Regions from separate parts of the Mus musculus genome. Here regions 1, 2 and 4 are each linked to region 3. A link is a contact called in public promoter capture Hi-C data. All regions are on one chromosome and are shown on one strand. Each heading gives the region's core, a stretch centred on a gene start, on an enhancer-like site or on the middle of the called end of the contact. The rest is flanking DNA. Distances are from core to core; before and after follow the strand shown.

Region 1 (2,700 bases), core at 53-2,552, 440 kb before region 3:
TTGTGACCACTGGAACAAGCTTACACAAGCTTCTCAGAAAGAACTTAAGATACTAATGTACTCTAATGTCCCTAGTGTGCCCGAAGTTATACTTTAAGAAGATTCTATTTTTATTTTTGGTTTCGTTATTTTGTCTCCAATAGTCCAGGGAGAAAGCGGGGTTGGAACTCTTGATTCTCCATTCTCCACCTCCCAAGTACTGGAATTAGAAGAATGTTGCAATGTCCTTGCTCTGTTTTGTTTGCCCAGCTCCTTGACTTTTTGAAACAGGGTCTCCTGCAGCCCAGGCAAAAGCACCTGCATTAGAAGAGGATACAGACGGGCAGTAGTGGTGCACGCCTTGAATCCCAGCACTCAAGCAGGCAGCTCTCGAGTTTGAGGCCAGCCTGGACTACATAGTTCCAGAACTGCAAAAACCCCGGGGTCCAGGTGAAGCAGCTACAGAGCCTTCGAATTCCTGTGAAGGAGCAGTTACTGACGAAGAGTTAAGGAAAGGCATCTCCGAGCTGTGCTTTTTAAAATCTGTGTGCTCTAAAGCAGAAATGTCAAGAAGTGCATTTCAAGCAATGCCTAACAACTAATATATTACTAAGCCAAGGAAAAAAGTTCTAATAGAATGAAAAACTGGGTTGGGGGAGCTAAAAGAAGATGATGAAGCTGGAGAAGTCTTTAAGAACCGTGTTACGAAAAAAATTAAATATATTAGAATTAAATAAAACACAAATTTCATGCATGCCTTCAACTTACAGTCTAGTGGGCAATTGGGGATGAGAATGTGAGGGAAGAAAACCTAAAAATACGACTGAAACAAATTTCACATTAACTGCTGGAAGGCACAGGTTGCGGAGATTAAATCTGCACTGAGACAAACCTTTTTTAAAAAGTAGCGCCTAAGGCATTCACCGCTCCTAACACTTGTATAAAATGTTACCCTATAAAGTCCCTAAAAAAGTTAATCTTAGCAACCGGTAACTTTTGCTTGCCACCTCGCAACAGTAGCGAAAACACAAAAGCGGAACGCCAACCACAAACCCCGGAGGCTTAACACACCGCAAATTATCTTAAAAGAGTCACGCGATCTTCCCCCTCCAAAACCAATAATCCGGAGATACTTACACCTCTGTTTCTCTAGAGATATTTAGTATTCCAAACAATTTATTTCGTTTGAAGCACCTACACTCACATAAACATAATTCCCCAAACTCAAGTTTCCTCCTACACACAATATGGTGGCATCTGAGTCTGCGCAGTACGAGCCGAGCCGGCCGACTCCTTCCTGGCAGGCCAATAGTCCCGCCTTCCGGCGCGAAAGGCTGTACCATTCCCACACCGAGGCTTTGCGTCCCTCGCAGTTCACACGAACGGATTTCCGAGCCAGCATGTTCTCGTTTCACCGGCAAGACTGATCTTAGCCGAGCCGAGCCGAGCCAACCCTAAGGAAGTGTTTTCTATGTCGCTGCGCCGCCGCCGCGCCCCAGCGCGCGAATGGTCTGGACCAACGTCACCTCCGGTCTCAAGTGTCATGGCTGCCTTGAGAGTCTAGTGAGTGTGCACCCTGGTGGGGAAGGTCCAAAGCCCGCACGCTGAGGCCCAGTAGAAGAAAGTTGCATCTTGATTGTGGAGCGACAGCTTCTCCGGTGCCTCGGCCATGGCAGCTTCCGGGAGTGGTATGGCCCAGAAAACCTGGGAATTGGCCAACAACATGCAGGAAGCGCAGAGTATCGATGAAATCTACAAATATGACAAAAAACAACAACAAGAAATCCTGGCGGCGAAACCCTGGACTAAGGAGTGAGGAGGTCCCTGGCGAGACGCAGGGGAGGGCAGGGATGGCGGGACTGTGAGAGACCCGCGAGGGGTGGGAGATGAAGGGTGTGGTGAGCTTGGCTTTCTGTGGGGCGTCGACCGAATATTGGCCACAGTGGCCTTAGTCTGCCTTGTCAGTAGAGCCTTACCTGTCCTCTAGGGCCTGCTTCGATTCCCCTTTTAGAAAGTTTCTTGCCTTCAGGGCGTGTAAAGGGCTGACTTGGGGTGCGACTTTTGTCAACATGATTATTTTTGTAAATCTCACACACTCTGCCTTGAACCTGGTGGCTACATGCAGTTAGTTGCAGCCTTCAGTAGATTCCCAAACTGAAGAGCGTGGCTGTTTTTATAAATCGAATGAGCAGAGCATTGATTTAAAAAAAAAAAAAAAATCCATGAGCTCTTGGATTGATTGGTTTGGTTTTTTTTCAGCTCTTTAGACACATACCAAATCCTCTTAGCAGTTCCCTACAATACTACTACAATTCATGTAAACCAGGAATTATAAGAGAGAGCTTAGAAGCATTTTCCCCAGCCAAATCCATGTATCTTTGGGATTGACGACAAGTCAAATGATTCTTTAGAGCAAATTGTATTAAGGAGAGTGAAGAAAAAAATTACAAAAGGTTGCTGAGTAGACTGTCTTGCTGTCTCCAGGTGTTTTGTTCTGATGGCACAGCTGGCTTTAACCGTCAGTACTCTGTTTTCAGTGTTTATTGAGTTCTTACTGTGGGCCTGGCACTGGCCTGAAGATTTTCGTGTCTTTTAATAATCTTGACAATCCAGGATTCTTTCCCTTTCTGTAAATAGAAAAATAAGCAAATACATTCAGAAACACACCTCATGGTCATACTATAGCAATGAGCTTAGGTTCAATAGACTGAAAATCAGGTC
Region 2 (2,752 bases), core at 55-2,554, 380 kb before region 3:
TTCACTCAGCCAGAGGGGAAAGGAAACGCAATCAATGTGTAATGAGTAAGAACAGTCTACTATGAAGAAAGTCTGTGTCACAAGCCTTTAAGCCTACACATGGAAGGCAGAGGTTTGAGTTCAAGAACAGCTTAATGTGTATATCGAGCATCAGGACAGCCAGAGCTATATTGTGAGACCCTGACTCAAAAACAAAAATTCAATATAGGCTGCAGTGTGGATCGCCGACTCATTAGGCCCCGAGGTTAAGCTTTAGCTCTATAAAATTTCTAAAAGCAAAAATTACTCAAACCTTCTCTTACATAACTATTCCTTCTATAACATACTTTATGATTACAAAATTAATACTTTAAAGAAAAAAAAGTCAGGTGGTTTAATCCCAGCACTCGGGAGGCAGAGGCAGGTGGATTTCTGAGTTTGAGGTCAGCCTGGTCTACAGAGTGAGTTCCAGGACAGCCAGGGCTATACAGAGAAACCCTGTCTCGAAAAACAAAACAGACAAACAAACCAAAAAAAAACCCAAAAACCAAAAAAACTTTGGTGTATGTCTTTCAAGTCTATGCACATATCCATATAACAAGTAATTTGAATTGAATTTTGTCTTTGTTGTTCTCATTTATCTTCTTTTTACCACATTTAAGACCAGACAACAACAACAATGAAAGTTAAAAGTCTATGAAGGACCATTTTATGTTGTGCAGTTTACCCAGTCCTCAATAAATGAAACAAACCCTACATACCTGGTTTACATAGCGTGGGTGGAAAGCACATTTCATGTTGAGAACAAATTGTTAAAGTGAAATAAATCTCTCTATTGTCAGTTACCTGCTCTCTCTCCAAAATCACTTCTATACATAAGAGCCTTAGGCAAGATTATGTACTAAAAATGACATGGAATCAGATTACTCAAGACAGTGTGTGTGTGTGTGTGTGTACATATACGTGAATATATAGTCACCCAAAATACACTAGCAAGTTATATAATTGCTAAAAGAAGCAAATATGTAAAGGCATCAATAAAGACAAGCATGTAAGAAACTGAGCATAAAAGTGGCTGATGTGGTTTTAAGTCCAAAAAAGCATAATGGCAAAACACCTTGCCAACTCCTCGAACTATAGTTTGGAAAGTGCTTGTCATTTAGGTAAGAAAGGTACAAAAAATGTAAAGTGGTTACATCTCCAGAGACAAGACCTCTGGTGCCCACTGCCAGCCACAGTTAGGAACTACGTGACACCAGTAAGGTATCTGGAGAAGGCATATTTACCACACGTGTATAACACCACGGTGTTAGGGCTGTCTGATTGCTAGCTGCTAATCTCTTTGCCTGAGTTAAACATTACCATACGTGTCCCTGGCCAGGGTAAATGTGGTCCTTCTGGGCCAGCATTCTGCCTGCAGCCTGCAGTCTCCTGCAGGCTGGAGTCTGTCACCTGTGGGCGAGGAACAGACCACTATACTCTGTATATTACTCTACTTTATACTTTAAATACAACATTATTTTAAAACAATACTTTAAATACAATATTGCAGGTATTTAAGTGGCAGCATTAAATCTTTCAGCAGTAGAATCAACTTTTATTTTTTAAAGATTTATTTATTTTATGTATGTGAGTACACTGTCCTGTCCCTGTCTTCAGACACACCAGAAGAGGACATCAGATCCCATTACAGATGGTTGTGAGCCACCATGTGGTTGCTGGGAATTGAACTCAGCACCTTTGGAAGAGCAGTCAGTGCTCTTAACCACTGAGCCATCTCTCCAGCCCGAATCACTTTTTTTAGAGTAGTCTCAGGCACCCTGAAAGAACATGACCAAAAAACTTTTCCTGTATCCTTACTATAGTCTGGGACTCAGTGGAAGACCTTACTCAGATAATGAAAAACAGCTTAAGAATTATACAGATACACTGTTAGAAAAGATAGTCTTTTTGTTAAATAAAAGCCACATAAACCACTTTATGTGATACAAATATAGGTAAAATAAAATAATGGACATGTTTAGTATTTTATAAACAATCCATATATAATAATTTGTCACCTATCAGAAATTGTGTTTAAAGACATACTAGAATGCTTACTATATATACATTTTTATATATGGTATATAAACATATGTATATAGGTAGTTATATATGTGTATATATACATATGTGTGTGTGTGTATATATATGATATATATATTTGAGACAGGGTTTCTTTGTGTAGCCTGAGTATTTTGGAACTCTCTATATAGACCAGGCTGACCTCAAACTCAGCGATCTGCCTGCCTCTGCCTCCTGAGTGCTCGTATTAAAGATGTGTGCCACTATGCCTGGCTTTTATATTATTTTGTTCTAAGACCAAATGTTAAGTTTATAAATATCATTTTACTTGCATTGTAACATTTCTACTTTAAAAACGAACATAATCTTAGAAGGGGGATCAAGTCCAAACTGTTCCCAGTGAACATCTTCAGCAGGGGAAGGCAGGGTATGAATAACAAAAGACCTTTTTTCTCTTCTTTCATTATGTTTCAGTTGTTTATAATACGTGCATATTTTTTAAATCAGGAAACTAAAAAATAGAGAAAAGCTCAACAAGTATAAGTGTAAAGGCCAGAGGGATAATGCAGTCAGTCCAGTGTGTGCCATAAATGAGGATTCATGTCAAAGGCCAAGCAGGCTGACTCACGCTAGTGGTTCTAGCACTGAGGAAAAAGGCTACACACACACACACATGCACACACACACACACACACACACACATGCACAC
Region 3 (2,712 bases), core at 84-2,583:
AGAATCTCCAGAGCGAATTTCAACTCCTACACATGGGCACACTCCCAACTTCCCCTTTCCTCCCTTTCCCTCAGTAGTAGATGTTGAGAGCTCAATTTATGTTTAGCTGTTTGCCTGTGCCCAGGCTGAGTCTCCACCCCTGGTAACCCCCCTCAGTATTGGACAGAGGAAGAAAAGAATAGTTTGAATGTGTGCTCCCAGCACTAGCAAACATTCAAACCATTTTAGCCAAATATCACAGTCAAGCCAGGCGTAAGCCTGTGCCACAGCAGGACAAGGGGCTACAGGGTCAGAACAATGGCAAGGTAAAGCTGACTGGATCATCGGCCCTTCCTCAAATTTGGACTCACAAGCCCTTCCCAGGGATCCGCACCAATGGCCAGGACCCAGAGGTTATAACGTCAAGATTCCCTTTTGGTAGTTCCCTTTGTGGTCCTATGGATAAGTCAGCCTGGGGTCAGCTTCATTGCCTTTCTGGGTGTTTGATTGCCTTTCTGGAGTCTTTTCCCTCCCAAGTCAGATGGAGTTGGCTTTGGAACGGCTGATTCTCTCTTCAGAACCTGCCCTTTTTTTTTCCTTTACCGGAGACAATAAGAAAGCTTATTAGGCTGCCCTGGAAATTTTGTTTCCATCGTTGTCTCTTTAACAATCACTTATTGTCCCAGCCTTTGAGCCTGCTGGGTTGTCCGTTTCGAATTAAGTGAAGCAGGAAGGCTATGCTGTCCTCGTCCCCGCCTGAATAGATTGTTTCCCTATGATTGATGTTTATCCTTGTGCCCCTCTTCAGAAAAGGGGGACATCAAATGACATCGACACGAAGAAGCCAGCAGACCTCGGGACCCGAGGGTACCAAGTACTAGTGTACCTTAGTCCGACAGCACCGGGTCACCTCCCGCATAAGATGCCACAATAGGGGACGCCAAGAGCGGTTGTTAGGATTATTACTCACCCTTGGAAGGAATCACCGTGGTGAAAACTTCAATATTCTCATCACTGCAGCTGTAGATCTGATGCATGGTCTCAGCCCCCTGCCCTGCAGGGTGTCCGGGAGCCCGTGGCCTCTCTCTGGAGCCCTAGTCCCAGGGTCTCCTAAGCCAGTCTGGCTCTGTGATCATTGTGCAGGTCCACAAAAGGCAGGCTGCCTGTGCCTCTCATGACAGTCTCACCGCAGCAACATTTCCTAATCCCATCTGTCTTTTTTTTTTTCTTTCTTTCTTTCTTTCTTAAATGACTCCTATTATTGCAAACCTTTGATTGAACACGGAGCCTTCCGTCTCTCCCTCTCAGCTAGGATGTACTTAACAATTTTATTTTCCAGTGTCTGCCGCAGTGAATTTGGAAGTCTTTTGTGAAGTGACGAAGTGAATTCGCCTACTCAGTTAGCGCACAGCTTGGCTGGAGGATTTCACAGAAGAGGAATAGACGAAACGTCAGTTTTGCTATCAGTGTGCCCGGGTCTCATTCCAGAAAGGAAGGGCTTTTTCTCCTCCTCCAGGGGAACAGGATCTTCATTTGTCATATGTTAACTCCGCTCCCTTCAAAGTTTCTATTTTAAATAAAAGGACTGTTTTTTCACCACATATTTTTCTCAATCCACTTTGACAACAAGGCTTACATTTCAGGAGGTGAGAGTTTAGTGTTTCTTTGTACAACCCTACAGGTATGCATAGTCACGCAACAGGCAGTGCACACACCAAGGGACCCGTTTATAGGATAGTTATATTTTATTATCTTCTATATTGGAATGTATTTATTGCCTTATCTTTTTATGTTATATAGTCTATGGGTATGCTATATTTTCCTCATATAATCTTTCCTAATATATACACAAATAAATGTCATGGTAGCTATACATTTCATAAACATATATAAGCATATGCATTTTATCCAATCCCACTACTTTTTATTATGCTACACAGTTTCACACCATAAGACTGATGGAGTGTAATGAAATTAACAGTGACAGCTGCCCTATTAAATATTAGTTACAAGTCATGGAGCTAGCTATATGATATCATTGAGTATCTATAACTAACCAATGGCTCTAGCTAATTATTATTTTACCGTGGTATTCTCAAGAAACTGAAGTATGAAGACTTTAGCTTCTTTAATGATTAAAATAGCTAATTTGCACCAAAATTGGATTTAATCTCTAGATTGACTGAAAAGTTAATAAACTAGCTCCTCAAACTCTCTCTCTCTCTCTCTGTGTGTGTGTGTGTGTGTGTGTGTGTGTGTGTGTGTGTATGATGCTATAGCCCAGGCTGGCCCCAAACTCATAGCCTTCCCAAAGTAGGGATTACGAGTATTTACAACCATGTTCTATTAATTTCTAAAATTTTATTTAATGTGTATGTTTTGCCAGCATAGGACAACAGATCCCCTGAACTGGAGTTACAGGTGATTGTGACCTGCTATGTGGGTGCTGGGAATCAATTCATGGTCTTCTAGAAGAGCAGTTGGTGTTCTTAACCACTGAAACATCTCTCCAGTCTCTTTGTGTTCAATTCTTTAGTCTTGACTTGCCATTCTTTAACCTTGGGTGAACCTAGTTCATCATATTTTAGACATGGAGTTGTGTCTACTGATATTTCTGTACTGGACAAATGTTTGCTCCCTAGGTAGTTTTCAGCACTTCATCTCTTTCTCTGTGAATTACACCTATTATAGGGGGTGCCTCTGGCTAGCCATGTTTGCTCTATCTGAGGTGAA
Region 4 (2,700 bases), core at 140-2,639, 480 kb before region 3:
GACTGAGCTATCTCCCCGACCCAAAGGGTATATTTTTTATATGTAAAACCTACTGCTTTTTCACAGAAAGTTAAACCACAATGTGGCTACTTGAGAATCCATATGGCCCTGATATATTTAAGAGTTCATAAATTTAAAATGTATAAAACCTTGTCCTTCCACATTTCCTCACTGAGGAGCAAATGTGCTTCTACCAGCACAGGATTTACTCTTCACTAATAGAAATGGCAAAGGCAAATAACTTTAGATAAACAAAGAAAAAGGGGAGACTCTAGGTTTTTTTACTCAAACATTAACATATTTTGCCTTAAAGAATCTGAGGGCTGAGGTAACACCAAAGTCTCTTCGGTAGGCAGCGGTTCCACACGTTATTGGTCAGTCAGTGAGTCTAACCTCACCATCATCAGTGCAGACGCCAGCAAAAACAACCTGAGTAACTGTTATGAAAACAATCTATTATCAGCAACTCCTAAATTGTATCTATACATAGAAAACTAATGTTTACATCAGCCCTCTAACTATGTCAAGTACTACCATCACCTTTTACAAATGAGAAAACTTTTTTGCATAAAGTCCAGTGAAGCCGACTACTCCAGCCTCTAACCCACAACAGAAAGCACTGTGGCTCTCTAATTCCAGTCTCTCAGCCTTTGGAGTAGGGAAGCCATTGAAGAAAATGAAGGAAGTACCTGAGAAAGGCTGTAAGAAAAGCCCCACAGTTTGTTAGTAACAAATAAAAGACCAAGTCCTGCTGAAAGATATCTCAGAAATGTATTAGAAGATTAAGAAAAACATCTACAAATGTAAAGATATTCCTATAATTAGTATATTAATAATTACAGGCCAGAAAATATTCGTGTTACAGGGTTTCTATTATATATAGATTAGCATAATGTGTTTTCCCTATAGAAATGACATGTTCAATATGAAATCCAGGGTTATAATCCCAACAGCCCAAGAGTAAGCCCAGAGAAAACTGTTAAGCCAGACAGACATGTACCAGATTAGTAAATTTTTTGGAATAAGCTGAAGAAACAATTCAATGATTGCCAAGTGGAAATAACTGAACAATGCATACCTTATACTAACATGTAGTTACTAATTCATTTTAAAAATAGTAAATGATAAAAACATTGAAGATTTCTCCTTTTTCTAACAGCAGAGAAGAAGTATCAATAACAATGAAGAAGAAAAAAACTCCTCAGCGAAGTTGCTCATGGCCCTGAGGCATCTCGGAAGCATCATCTGCAGCAGCACACCCTTGTAAGGTGGAGCACACGCGGCCTACCCTAATTCCCAAAGACAAACATTTAAACAAGCACCTGGGATGCGCCAGTTCACCAAGGGTGCTGCCGAGTCCACTGTGCAAGTCTTCATTGTGAGAAGGGGCGGAATGAACTGGTGGGACGGATGGGCTAGACGGGGCAGAGAAGGGAGGGGGAGGTGTCTGGAAAGCTACTCTGGGCCTCTCAGGTGGCATCTCTTCAAAGTGTCTTGGTGTCAAACTAAACTGCTTTAGTCTATCAGGCTACAATAAAGAAAAAGACAAAAAAAAAAAAAGAACCTGTTTGTTACATAGAATCATAAGTTTAAGGGTGACAAGGACCTCCAAGGACCCCAGCAGGCACTTAAGACAGTCACAGAACAGCAAAATTTTACAGCTAAAAAAGACCTTAAAGATCTGCTTCTTATTTTATAAGCAGGAAACTGAGACTGCCGAGAAGCAGGTAAGTCACCTGCAGGCTCATGATCAGTACATGGATAAAGAACAAGTCCAGGCAGCTGTGAACTCCCGCGCAGGTCTCTCTCTTAGACAGCAGCAGCAGCAGCAGCACATCTCTCCTCAGTTGCTACTTGGGAGACCCACTAGGGAAGGCTTTGCAGGCCTCAGTCTCCCTACAACAATCATGTGAGCACTGAAGGAAGCTGTGCCACAATAAGAACGAATTTACAAAAAAGCCACAACAGGGTAGGCCAGAGCTGCTCACTAATCTTTACTCAAGAATATCATTTTATGGAATTTTTAAATCTTAAATAATCTTTAACTACTCCCTCTAATACAGATTTATTCAATTTGACACTCTTTAGGTGATTCAATTCCAGAATAAATAAGTTCTACTACAGACTATAAAATAATTTATAAATTTATTAATCTACAGTTTTAAATTTTATAATTATCATATAAAGTTATTATAACATATATTTAATTATAGGAATATAATTTACATATTTGTATGATTCTTTTATAAATTTATAAAATAATATGGTTGTATAAACTTGTTAACATAGATCATTATATAATTACTAAAACTATAATTCATAATTTAATAAATTTATTAAATGATATTTAAGTATTCCCTCTAATGCATATTTATTCAACTTGACACTCTTTAGGTGATTCAATTCCAGAATAAATAAGATCTACGATATACTGTAAAATTTAACATGCCAATGTATTATACTAAAAAGCTCAAGTTTCGAAAAGCTAATTTTTTATTGCAATGGCTACTTTAAAGGTATTTAATGAGAAACAAAAAAGAATTACCTTTGGACCCTTTTTTCCCCCTGCAGGCCATACTTTCGGGAAGGGTGTTTCCTCCCTGTTACTGGGAACCAGGGATTAAGTGTAAGGCCTCACCCTGCTAAGCAGCAGCTCCCCACTGAGCTACTGATCCTTTACATTCCCTTGGTTTGCTGTTT

What was found. Promoter capture Hi-C pulls out the DNA fragments that hold promoters and counts their contacts.
Region 1: a contact with region 3 is called in a promoter capture Hi-C map of hematopoietic stem and progenitor cells. The contact joins the promoter of Cops5 here to the promoter of Vxn in region 3. A contact is called at or near these places in 7 of 39 promoter capture datasets (the C10 cell line, cranial neural crest, embryonic stem cells and 4 more), 2 of 115 datasets of contacts at active chromatin or transcription factors (large pre-B cells and stem cell-derived neural progenitor cells) and 1 of 9 other capture datasets (pancreatic islet).
Region 2: a promoter capture Hi-C map of second pharyngeal arch cranial neural crest shows a contact between it and region 3. The contact joins the enhancer-like site here to the promoter of Vxn in region 3. A contact is called at or near these places in 7 of 39 promoter capture datasets (the 3T3-L1 cell line, the HPC-7 cell line, cranial neural crest and 4 more) and 1 of 9 other capture datasets (liver).
Region 4: a promoter capture Hi-C map of embryonic stem cells shows a contact between it and region 3, with 2.7 times the contacts expected there. The contact joins the enhancer-like site here to the promoter of Vxn in region 3. A contact is called at or near these places in 8 of 39 promoter capture datasets (the C10 cell line, cranial neural crest, embryonic stem cells and 3 more) and 2 of 9 other capture datasets (adipose tissue and liver).

The regions. Positions count from the first base shown.
Region 1 is chr1:10,036,761-10,039,460 of GRCm38.p6, reverse strand. It overlaps Cops5 (COP9 signalosome subunit 5), which reads left to right and starts at 1,302. Exons shown (of 8, transcript NM_013715.2): 1 at 1,302-1,791. The coding sequence starts at 1,649. It overlaps Cspp1 (centrosome and spindle pole associated protein 1), which reads right to left and starts at 1,243. Exons shown (of 30, transcript NM_026493.3): 1 at 1,117-1,243.
Region 2 is chr1:9,980,428-9,983,179 of GRCm38.p6, reverse strand. The region is part of intron 6 of Ppp1r42 (protein phosphatase 1, regulatory subunit 42); the gene reads left to right. Among named protein-coding and RNA genes, the nearest start is that of Tcf24, 14 kb to the right of the region's middle. Within about 2 kb of position 1,304, at least 12 of the 459 cell types and tissues checked have an H3K27ac peak or open chromatin away from gene starts, as enhancers often do. A contact at or near this core is called in liver and second pharyngeal arch cranial neural crest, where this site is marked.
Region 3 is chr1:9,599,888-9,602,599 of GRCm38.p6, reverse strand. Vxn (vexin) reads right to left here and starts at 1,333. Exons shown (of 6, transcript NM_178399.4): 1 at 950-1,333. The coding sequence starts at 1,016. The region is part of intron 3 of 2610203C22Rik (RIKEN cDNA 2610203C22 gene); the gene reads left to right.
Region 4 is chr1:10,084,575-10,087,274 of GRCm38.p6, reverse strand. It overlaps Cspp1 (centrosome and spindle pole associated protein 1), which reads right to left. Exons shown (of 30, transcript NM_026493.3): 12 at 1,323-1,528. Among named protein-coding and RNA genes, the nearest start is that of Cspp1, 48 kb to the right of the region's middle. Within about 2 kb of position 1,389, at least 14 of the 459 cell types and tissues checked have an H3K27ac peak or open chromatin away from gene starts, as enhancers often do. A contact at or near this core is called in embryonic stem cells, where this site is marked.